Linked DNA regions of Mus musculus: regions 2 and 3 are each linked to region 1. A link is a contact called in public HiCAR-type and HiChIP or PLAC-seq data. All regions are on one chromosome and are shown on one strand. The core of a region is the stretch at or near the end of the contact, and the rest is flanking DNA. Distances in the headings are between cores, read along the strand shown.

What was found. HiCAR-type assays count read pairs that join an accessible place to other places. HiChIP or PLAC-seq counts read pairs in DNA pulled down with a chosen protein or histone mark.
Region 2: a contact with region 1 is called in a HiCAR-type map of fibro-adipogenic progenitors, with 3 times the contacts expected there. The contact joins two enhancer-like sites. A contact is called at or near these places in 4 of 484 Hi-C or Micro-C datasets (the P5424 cell line, bone marrow-derived macrophages, embryonic stem cells and 1 more), 5 of 115 datasets of contacts at active chromatin or transcription factors (embryonic stem cells, fibro-adipogenic progenitors and stem cell-derived neural progenitor cells) and 1 of 9 other capture datasets (embryonic stem cells).
Region 3: a contact with region 1 is called in an HNF4G HiChIP or PLAC-seq map of pancreatic cancer cells. The contact joins two enhancer-like sites. A contact is called at or near these places in 1 of 15 datasets of contacts at CTCF or cohesin (CD8 T cells), 3 of 484 Hi-C or Micro-C datasets (CD4 T cells, bone marrow-derived macrophages and macrophages), 11 of 115 datasets of contacts at active chromatin or transcription factors (bone marrow-derived dendritic cells, bone marrow-derived macrophages, embryonic basal ganglia and 7 more) and 1 of 9 other capture datasets (embryonic stem cells).

The regions. Positions count from the first base shown.
Region 1 is chr12:33,018,988-33,022,132 of GRCm38.p6, reverse strand. The region is part of intron 2 of Gm40874 (a long non-coding RNA gene); the gene reads right to left. Among named protein-coding and RNA genes, the nearest start is that of Gm40874, 25 kb to the right of the region's middle. Within about 2 kb of position 1,607, at least 75 of the 459 cell types and tissues checked have an H3K27ac peak or open chromatin away from gene starts, as enhancers often do. A contact at or near this core is called in embryonic fibroblasts, fibro-adipogenic progenitors and pancreatic cancer cells, where this site is marked.
Region 2 is chr12:33,233,917-33,237,061 of GRCm38.p6, reverse strand. All of the region lies in intron 3 of Atxn7l1 (ataxin 7-like 1), which reads right to left. Among named protein-coding and RNA genes, the nearest start is that of Gm38649, 23 kb to the left of the region's middle. Within about 2 kb of position 1,556, at least 91 of the 459 cell types and tissues checked have an H3K27ac peak or open chromatin away from gene starts, as enhancers often do. A contact at or near this core is called in fibro-adipogenic progenitors, where this site is marked.
Region 3 is chr12:33,174,535-33,177,679 of GRCm38.p6, reverse strand. All of the region lies in intron 2 of Atxn7l1 (ataxin 7-like 1), which reads right to left. Among named protein-coding and RNA genes, the nearest start is that of F730043M19Rik, 29 kb to the right of the region's middle. Within about 2 kb of position 1,574, at least 173 of the 459 cell types and tissues checked have an H3K27ac peak or open chromatin away from gene starts, as enhancers often do. A contact at or near this core is called in embryonic fibroblasts and pancreatic cancer cells, where this site is marked.

The DNA of each region.
Region 1 (3,145 bases), core at 358-2,857:
AGTGCACACACTACCATATCTGGCTTTTTACGTGGGTTTGGGGAATTGTACTCAGTCCCAGTGTTTGCAAGGCAAGCAGTTTACTGACTTATCTCCCAAGGTGACCTGTCTCCACAATGGAGAAGACATGGCTGATTAAAGGAGTGGACTCTGCTATTGCCTGATGCCCTTGATTAAAAAGCCAAGTCTGCCATGGGTAGGGTAGGGTAGGGAAGGATAGGGTAGGGTAGGGCCTGTTTCCTCCCAAGTAAAAGGGAGATATGGATAATAACGCACCTGTACATCCAAGTGACTCTATGCATGAGACGTACTTAGAAATTAGCCTCCATTTTCCTCTGGCTGAGGGTATTTCCCAGGGAAGCGTCTGACCTTCCTGGAGACCTCTGGGGCCGCCTGCACTCTGGAACCCTCCCCACAGAGTATGACAGAGAGACCATGTCTGGACACCTTGGACTCATACTCCAGCTCCATTTTTCTGCCAATAGACACCTCTGGTCAAGCATCAACTGGTTCCAAAGAAAGCAGCCAAGGAAACAGCTGGCTCTGGAGTCAACCTGAACATGGGCCACTAATGGAGTACAAACTGCATTAAGCACGGATTGGCAGAAGTGGCAAGCTTTTCTGCTGGATGTCACCGGGCTACTGTAAGCATAGTGACTTGAAGTCACTATACTTCCAATTCATGGAGTGGCATGGAGAGCTCCCGCCCCCACCTCAGCCTGGTTACATTGCTCTAAGAAAATGACTCATCAAAACAGGCTGGGCATCCAGACTCCCGGAGAACCAATCCACAGATCAGTCAGCCTCCGGTTAGCTCGGTGATTGATCTAAGAGGCTGGCAAATGTGCTAAGATCAATATCTGGAAGGTGACAGCCTGGCAGATCCAGGGCTTGGGAACTTCGCTGGGAACGTTGGTGTGAATGTGTTTTGCAGGCTGCCAGACTGCACAGAGCCCACCTAACCCTGTAGCTTGAGCAGAATTTCGAGAGAAAACTCTCTCTGGAATGCTCAACCTCTGATGGGATTTGAGGTCACCGGCCTCACTCCTTGTTACATAGACAAGGAAAATTAGTGAAGACTGTATCAGCGCACTAATTATCAACAGTTCCAGGACCAAGGTCTGTGACTATCTATCTTAGTTAGGGTTTCTATTGCTATGATGAGACACAAAACACCAAAAACAACTTGGGAAGGAAAGGGCTATTGCCTTATACTTTTATCGCATTCATATCAACATTGAAGGAAGTCAGGACAGGAGCTCAAGCAGGGCAGGAACCTGGAACCCTGCCTGATGCAGAGGCCATGGAGGGGTGCTGCTTGCTGGCTTGCTCCTCATGGACTGCTCAGACTGCTGTCTTGTAGAACTCAGAATCATCACCCAGAGATGGTACCACCCACAGTGGGCTGGGCTCTCCCTCATCATCCCTAATTAAGAAAATGCCCTACAGGCCTGCCCACAGCCTGATCTTATGGAAAAAAATTTCTCAACTGAGGCTTCCTCCTCTCTGATGATGTTAGCTTGGAACATGCTGACATAAAGCTAGACAGCACAGGAGTCTGTGTTCTCCCTGCCTGACTAACCACTTCTGAAGCAGTGGAAAGTCTGAGCTTGCCTGGGATTTAAGGCACCAAAAGCCCGGCAGACAGATTTTGCATGCTGCGTGCCTTAACTGTTGTCCTGGCTACCCATGCAGCTTCAGGAATAGGAATTTGTTCTTGAAAGGGGACAAAGCCAGGCTGGGTGACTTTTCTAGCTTTCAGTTGCCCTAAGGAATCTCTTGGAGTCTCTGCAAGTCTAGATTTGAGACTCCAAGTTTGGATGGGAACTCTTCAGCCCTTGGGATGAGTCAACACGGGCTCGGCGCAGCTGAGAGTTCCTTGGCTCAACCGGTGTGTCCAGTGTGCCCAGTATGCCAAAGTGCTGAGTCATGACTGGGGTGGACCTTCAAAGCCTCTGGCTTTAATCTACTAAAGATGGCTGAGCGGTACATGTTCCAGCTTTGGAGTGTTCCTTGTGCCACATGATGTGCAGGGTGACTGTCTGTCCCTGGTCCTGAGCCCAATGCCAGGCCAATGTTCCTAAGAAAGCGGGGGGGGGGGGGGCACTTCATGAAGGAGCAGGCCCTAAAGGGAAGCAGGGGATCTCTCTGAAAGAACGGCTGTCTTGTGCCCACCCCCAGATACTATGCCAGCTGCCTGTGCCTAGAGCTTTCTCTTGGGGTTCCTCTAGGTGGTGGTGGTAGGGCACTGCCAAGAATTAAGTTTAAGGAGACATTGCTCTCTCTCTCTCTCTCACACACACACACACACACACACACACACACACACACACACACACTCATGTCTCAGAAACACATCTGTTCAGCCTACTACAAAAGCTTCCTGGTGAGTTACTTAGCCTCTGTGAAGTCCATACACAAATGAACAGGATGGGAGAGCAGAGGGGTTATAACCCCTCACGGGGCTAGCAAGGCATGAAAAAATGCATGGAGATCTGGGTACCAGATGTTTATATCACCTACATAAAATAAGTAAGACAAAGTGATGAGACAAAACACTAAATCCAAAATTCTATTACAGAGAGCTTGGAGGGACTCTGGAATCTCTCATTTCTTTCTGGGCCTCCACTTGGGAGGTCACTCAGGCTTGGCAGAAGTAGCTGGATAACCATGGAGTTCCCGTAAGTCAGCAGTGACCAAGGCAATTAGTGTATATACAATGGAGACCTTGACTGACTTGGGGACCTCACACCCAGGGGGCCTCTGGTGCTTAGCTTGCTGCTTCCAGAGTTAGGTCAGAGGCAGAGCTGGGAGACAGATGGCCCTCCTGGGACTACCCAGCAAAGAACAGGCATTTCAGAGCTCCTGGGAGCTGTCTGCAGTGCCTGAATGGTGGACCACCAGGGTTCCGGTTGTTTTTGGCAGAAAAGACTGTTATCTTCTTATAGGATGGCAGGTTTCCTTCACCCAAACTTCCCAGTGCCTAGAACTTGTGTAGCATCTCCCCTTGCAGCCAAGTAGATCACCTGTTCCGCAGGTACCAGGAGAACTAACTGTGAGCCCCGCTCATCGAAATCCTGGGAACAGAGGTAGAATAGGAGACGCACGTCTGCTTTGTTTCTTATTCTCCTTTAGTCTTGTGATT
Region 2 (3,145 bases), core at 307-2,806, 210 kb before region 1:
AAGGGTAGGCAAACCCCCATCTTCAACAAGAATCTGGGGTTCCAGAACTGTAGGACAAAGACTCCTGCTGCTTCCTCTGGAACAAAGTTCTGATTAATTCCACGGGAAGTGGGATCCATCAGTGAAATTGCTGACTTGCTCTTTCACAGGCACTCTCTCCATTTGCATTTCCCCCTGGACCCATTCATTTCCCAAGTGTCTCCTATTCAGCACTCCCCAGTTTGCACTCGCTTCCCAGATGTGCGTGCCTGGAAAAGAGCATCAGGAAGGTCCCCACACAACCGTGAACTCTGGCGCCCCCTTGATTCTAGGAGGCCCTTTACTGTAAAAATACCCCATTAGCCTTTCCAGGGCCAAAGAAAGGCAACTGGATTCCAGACAAGAAGACCTGGGAGGCTCTATGGCAGGCACCCCAGAAGCCAGTCTGCCTATGGTGTCTGGTATGGAATGCTTCTGGAGGAAGCAGTCAGTGAGTGACCTTGCCAGAAGAAAACAGACTGTGGAGTGTTGCAGATTAGCCATGAGTGAGGTTCTGACACCGGGGTGTGAGGTGACAACCTATACAACCATGACCGCTATTATAAACACATCTGCTCATAAAGTACCGTGCACATGGCCGGAAGGATGGAGAACTCTCCCCACAGAGAGATCCCTGTCCAGGACGTAAACAGTCTTTGCTTTGCTGGACAGGTACCAGAGAAAGACGAAGACATTATTAGGACAAAGATGTATTATTGGTAGAGCTGTTGCTATTGCTGAGTAGTATGTACAGACACATTCAGTAAGAATGACTGATTCCACCGTGAGACGGACATGCTTTTGCTTGGCACTTTAAAAGCCTAACAGCTGCTTTGTGACTCTAGGAGGCAAGTCTGGCACCACTTCCCGAGGACATGTGTCCAGCAAGCCCTGCGTTCTGTTTACTGACTTGGTCTTTCAGGGAAGGGACACTGGGAAGTGCTGCTGTGCTCATCCGCTAAGGATGGGGACAACTCCAAAATGACCTTTTGAAGCAGCGCTGGCAACTTTTACTTGGATTTAGATAAAGCAGTGACTGTTACCCTAATTCAGCGCTGAGGAATGGGGTGTAAGGGAGCAGCCTGCACTGTGCGGATGTGCCAGGGATGAGTCAGAAGCCAGGGGTCACGGTACAGCACAAAGCCCTCCAGAAACCAGCTGTGGTCACAGATCAAAGCCGTGGCTCCCACCACTCGCTGGGAACGGATGCCTGTCCTGCATCCGCCTTGCCAACTGTGTCTGAACAGAGGCAGCTCTTTCAAGTAGCAGACCTTCCAATTGGTTGTACCTGCTTGCATGAGCAAGCTGGTTTTCCTCCTTCTGAGATTCATTTGAAAACTAAATCTATTGAGCACTAACTTTTTAAATCCAGCACTCACATTGTGTTAACTCAGGGGACTTGCTTTTTTATTTTCATTTTTTATTATTACATGACTGATTGATTTGGTATGGCACGTCTGGAGGTCAGAGAACAACTTCTGGAGTATTTCTCCTTCCACCATGTGAGTTCCAGGAACTAAACTTCAGTCATGAGGCTTGGAGGCAAGTGCTTTTACCCAGTGAGTCACGCTGTAGCCTCAAGGGGATCGAACAGTGAGCACGACAGAATTCCTGGTGGCTGGAAATTCCTATTCTCATGTGTGGGTATGCACACAAGTGCATGTGTGTACACCCATGTTAGAAGATAAGGATTTGCAATAGTCAACCTACATACCAATGCTGGTGACATAACAAGTGCCACGAGCACTTTAATTTAACTTCTTTTCATCTATCTACCTGTTTACCACAAACACCTTTGAGCATCTTCCAAAAGTCACCAAATGTGCTCCATGCTGAGACTCACAGATGTTAAGGCACTGGACCAGCCCTCAGCAACTCCCTGTCCACCACAGGGATTCTACTGCAGAGGAGGCAGGAGACAGAGGTGCCAGATGACAGCTTGACTGGGTGGCTCAGCACAAACACAGATCAAATACTTAGGGTGTGTAGTGGCTATTCCTGGTTGTCAACTTGACAATATTTGGAATGAACTACAATCCGGAATTGGAAGGCTCACCAGTGACCCTTATCTGGAGGCTTGGAGATCCTTATCTGGATCTTGGTTTGAAGCTCTTGAGCCATAGTGGCTATGGATTCCAGAAGATTGAATCTCCGAGTTTAAGGAACACACCTTTAATCTGGGCTACGCCTTTCATCTGGGATTAAAGGTGTGGTGGAACACACCTTTAATCTGGGCTACACCTTCTGCTGGAGACAATATAAGGACATTGGAAGAAGGGAGTCTAGCTCTTGCTCCTGCTCCTTCGCCTGCTTGCTGCGTGAGACTGAGTAACTGCTAGATCCTTGGACTTCCATTCACAGCTGCGACTGAACAATTGTTGGGAATTGGGCTGCCGACTGTAAGTCATCAATAAATTCCTTTACTATTTAGAGACTATTCATAAGTTCTGTGACTCTAGAGAACCCTGACTAATACAGAAGTTGGTACCAGGAGTGGTTCTAGAGTAACAGAAGTACAAGGATGAATCTTTTAAAATTCTGGAATTGGCTTGTTGATCCACCAGCACTTTCAACTATTGAAACCTCTCCAGATTCTCTCCCTCCTGGGAGCTCAGAGAATTTTGAAGACCCATGGTTGAAACTATATTCCGAACTTAAAGAAGCTAATGCCCTTGATTTTCTTAATGAATTAGGTGATTCAGTGCACAAAGCTTTCTACAAGATGGGGAAAAAATCGAAAAATGATTTTACTGGCTGGCTGCTCTTAGTATCTGTGGAAAAAATGATGAATGAAAGGAAGGAGTTGTGTGATAAAATCGAAAGGCTCCAGACACAAGTAAACGATCTAAAAGTTGCTAAGTGTGTCCTTGAGGAGAATCTTCTCTCTTGTAGCAATAGAGCTCAAGTTGCAGAAAATCAAACAGAAACTCTCATTGTAAGGTTGGCTGAACTACAGCGAAAATTCAAGTCTCAGCCTCAGAGTGTGTCGACAGTTAAAGTAAGGGCTCTAATTGGCAAAGAATGGGATCCTACAACATGGGATGGGGATGTGTGGGAAGACCATGTTGAAGCTGAGAATTTTGAATCCTCAGATTCTCAAGGGTTTGCCCCACCTGAGGAAGTAGTA
Region 3 (3,145 bases), core at 325-2,824, 160 kb before region 1:
CTTAATCCTTTCAAACCTATCTACTCCCTGGGGACTAAGCATCCAAATATATGAGCCAAATAGGGGTCATTCTTATTCAAACCACCAAAAGATGTATTTATTTCTTATCAAAAATGTAATGAGGACAGAATAACAGCAAAGCCCTCAGAACTTCCTGAAAGGGTTGACAGGGTCAGGCAGGGAAATGTACTAAGAACAAGGTCGGTCTGAGGGGAAATGACCTGAGCCACTCCTGGTGAAAAGGGAAGGCGCTGAACTGGCTGACAGCGCATCCCAAGTCAAGTCAAACGAAGGGAAGTGACACTCCTGAGGGTCCTCTGGACCTGGAGGGCTGGAGGGGAAGGAAGGAAAGTGCCTTTGGACAGAATGTAGGAGGCAAGTATTTCCAAGCCTCAAAACCAAAATGAAAATGGAGGTTCAGAAATTCAGGAGGACCCAATGAGACAGGAGTTAAAAGTCAATGACATCCATGAGTCCCTGTCCACTGATACCCAGTAACCTGGAACTCTTTTGGAGGTGTACAACTGAATCCTGATCTCACAAAGGTACTGATTTCTATTCCTGAAAAGGTTGCCTGAGCCAATGACACTAACCTGGCCCCTAATTCCCAAAGAAAGGGCCAGAAAAGAACCACTTGCCAAAGACTGACTCCTCCCAGAATCTACATCTGATGATGGGAGAGAGCTGAGAAGTGGCTGGAAGAAACTGACTGGGATCCAGGAGGACTGTAGGACTCCCTGATACACTGCTTTAGATCACAGGGCCCTGGGTTTGATCCTTAGCAAGAGGGAGAGGGGAAGGGAAGGATAGGGGGAGGGAAGGAGGGAGAGGAAGGCAAAGAGGGAGACAGAGGAGGGGAGGAAGGCGAGAAGGGAGGGGGAGAGAAGAGAGAGAGAGAGATGAGGGTGCTAGACCGTGTGGACCTTTGCCAATCGCCTGCCTCCCTAGGGAATGGCATCACACATGAGAGATTGCTCTCGCTGGAGCGGATCCTAAAAACAAGAGCTGGGCTCCACAGTGTTTTTGCTAAGACTGAAGCAAATCTTCTCCTTCCAGCCTCCAGCAAAGGATGTGGAAAGGAATACTGCCATTTGCAAATCAATAACTTCCCCTGGCAGGATAGACAATAAAGAGCAACCTGTGACGAAGAGACCCATAACAGTTCCGTTTTCCAACGTAATCCCACCTGGAAGAAGCAGACAAGAAATGGCACAGGCCTCCTGGCTGTGTCTGCCTGCCAGTGCCACACCAAGGGCGGCTGTCTGTCTTCCTTCCTTTCTTTTCTTTTCTTTTTTTTTTTTTTTTTTTTTTTTTTTTTTGATGGAAAACCAAAAGGTTTCAGCGGAGCCTGCGGCAGTAGACGAAGCCTCGACATTTTACCACTTCCTACTTTCCTCCTTCTCCTCTATTTGCATAAGGGTTGTTAGGAAAATACCTATACCAGAAGGGAGCGGTTCTAGGGGGGGAAAGCGTCTCAATCACTCACTCACTTTCAGTCAGAATTGCACACACTGGGAGCACTTGACATTAGCCTTGGAAGGTCTGGAGAGGAGCAGCTGCGGCAAGGCCACGCCCCCGAGGAGTCAGCATTTGCGCACAAGGGGTGTCGCCTAGGGTGCAGGTCCGTGAAATCCCAGCAGGGAACAGGGGCTGGAAACTCGGGAACTTAAAACTTCGCTGTCCTTCAAGACGAGTTCCACGCCCAACACACACGGAGAAAGTAACGTGCAGCTGTGCTGACAAGCCTCGTTTTTCCACAAGTCCTTTCCCTACTAATCATTTTCCTAGTCTGGCACCGGAACAAGGGCACAGGGCAACATGGAACTGATCTGATCTGAACTTCAGAATCCATGGGCAACTCACCAACCAGGTCTCTGACTCCAGGCATACCCAATGTCAATCCATTGCCTCAAGTGAAGATCTGGCTGCAGTGTACAGCTGGCTGCTGCTTTTCTTTCCTGTACTGAGTGGGACTCTTAGGAACCTCTGCCACTCCTAACAGGAAAGTGGACAGATCTGTTGCTCCATCTCTGGGCAAAGCAAGCGTCCCTCTCCAAGTCACTGCAGAAATCTTCAAATTGCCCACTCCACTTCAGGGAAGCCACCCATGCAAAGCCAGCCAGCCCAACAGCATGACATAAATCAGCTGTGGGTGTTCTAGATACCAATACAGAGGCTCCCTTTTACAAAGGCCAAATGGGAGACTGTTACGGGAAATGGCTCAGCTAAGAAAAGGTTTTAAGAAGCTACTGCAGGAAAGGGGGGGGGGGGGGTTGGGGGGCGGACTACCTTGTGGATCTCATGCACTTGAAAATCAAAACCTGAAGGTGGACGATGGTTGCCTGCTGGTCTGACTTCCCTCCCAGGCATTTTCAATCTAGCAAGGGGATTTCCATCAGCCCATCACACTACTGGCCCTCATTCCCAATGGCCCAGCCACAAGAAGTGAATGCCAACAGTTTCCCCCTCTGAGGTGGGTTTCAGGCGGCACTGATCAGCACAGAGGGCCTGGCAAGCCACGTGATCTCCCCTGCACTATCCACCTGGGCAACCCGGTGGCAGCTGCTAGCAGCCATTGCGCAAAGTCAGAAAAACTGTTCCTCTCTCTTCAGTCTACTCAGAATATCCAGAAGTCAGGGAAGAAGTGATTTGCCCCACAGGAGACTGCAGCCTCAGCCCCGTGGGCTAGAGGTCATCAGAGAGTAAACACTTTCTTGACCCTGAGCATCTACACACACACCCCAGAAAAATGCACTGATAAAGCCCCTGGTGTATGCCAGGCTGGGGAAATTCCACACAAAGGAGCCCAGAGCCCTTGGGGAAGACAAGGAACAGTCACGTGGACGGTAAATGATGGAACAGAGACACCTGAACAGCATGCTCCCGACTCCGTGAACTCTGCACAGGGCTGTGGGGGAGGTGGAGTCAGGGAAACCTCAGTTGACCTGGGCCCTGGGTAGGAAGGGACCAGAGGCAGCTATGAGAAATGGAAGATGTGTGGAGCATACGGAGTATGTGCAGAGGACAGGGACACACATGTGGGGGCGGGGGAGCAGTGGCTGAGGCTAAGACATGTGTGTGTGTGTGTGTGTGTGTGTGTGTGTGTGTGTGTGTGTGTGTGTGTAGCAGGAATGTATAAAGACCC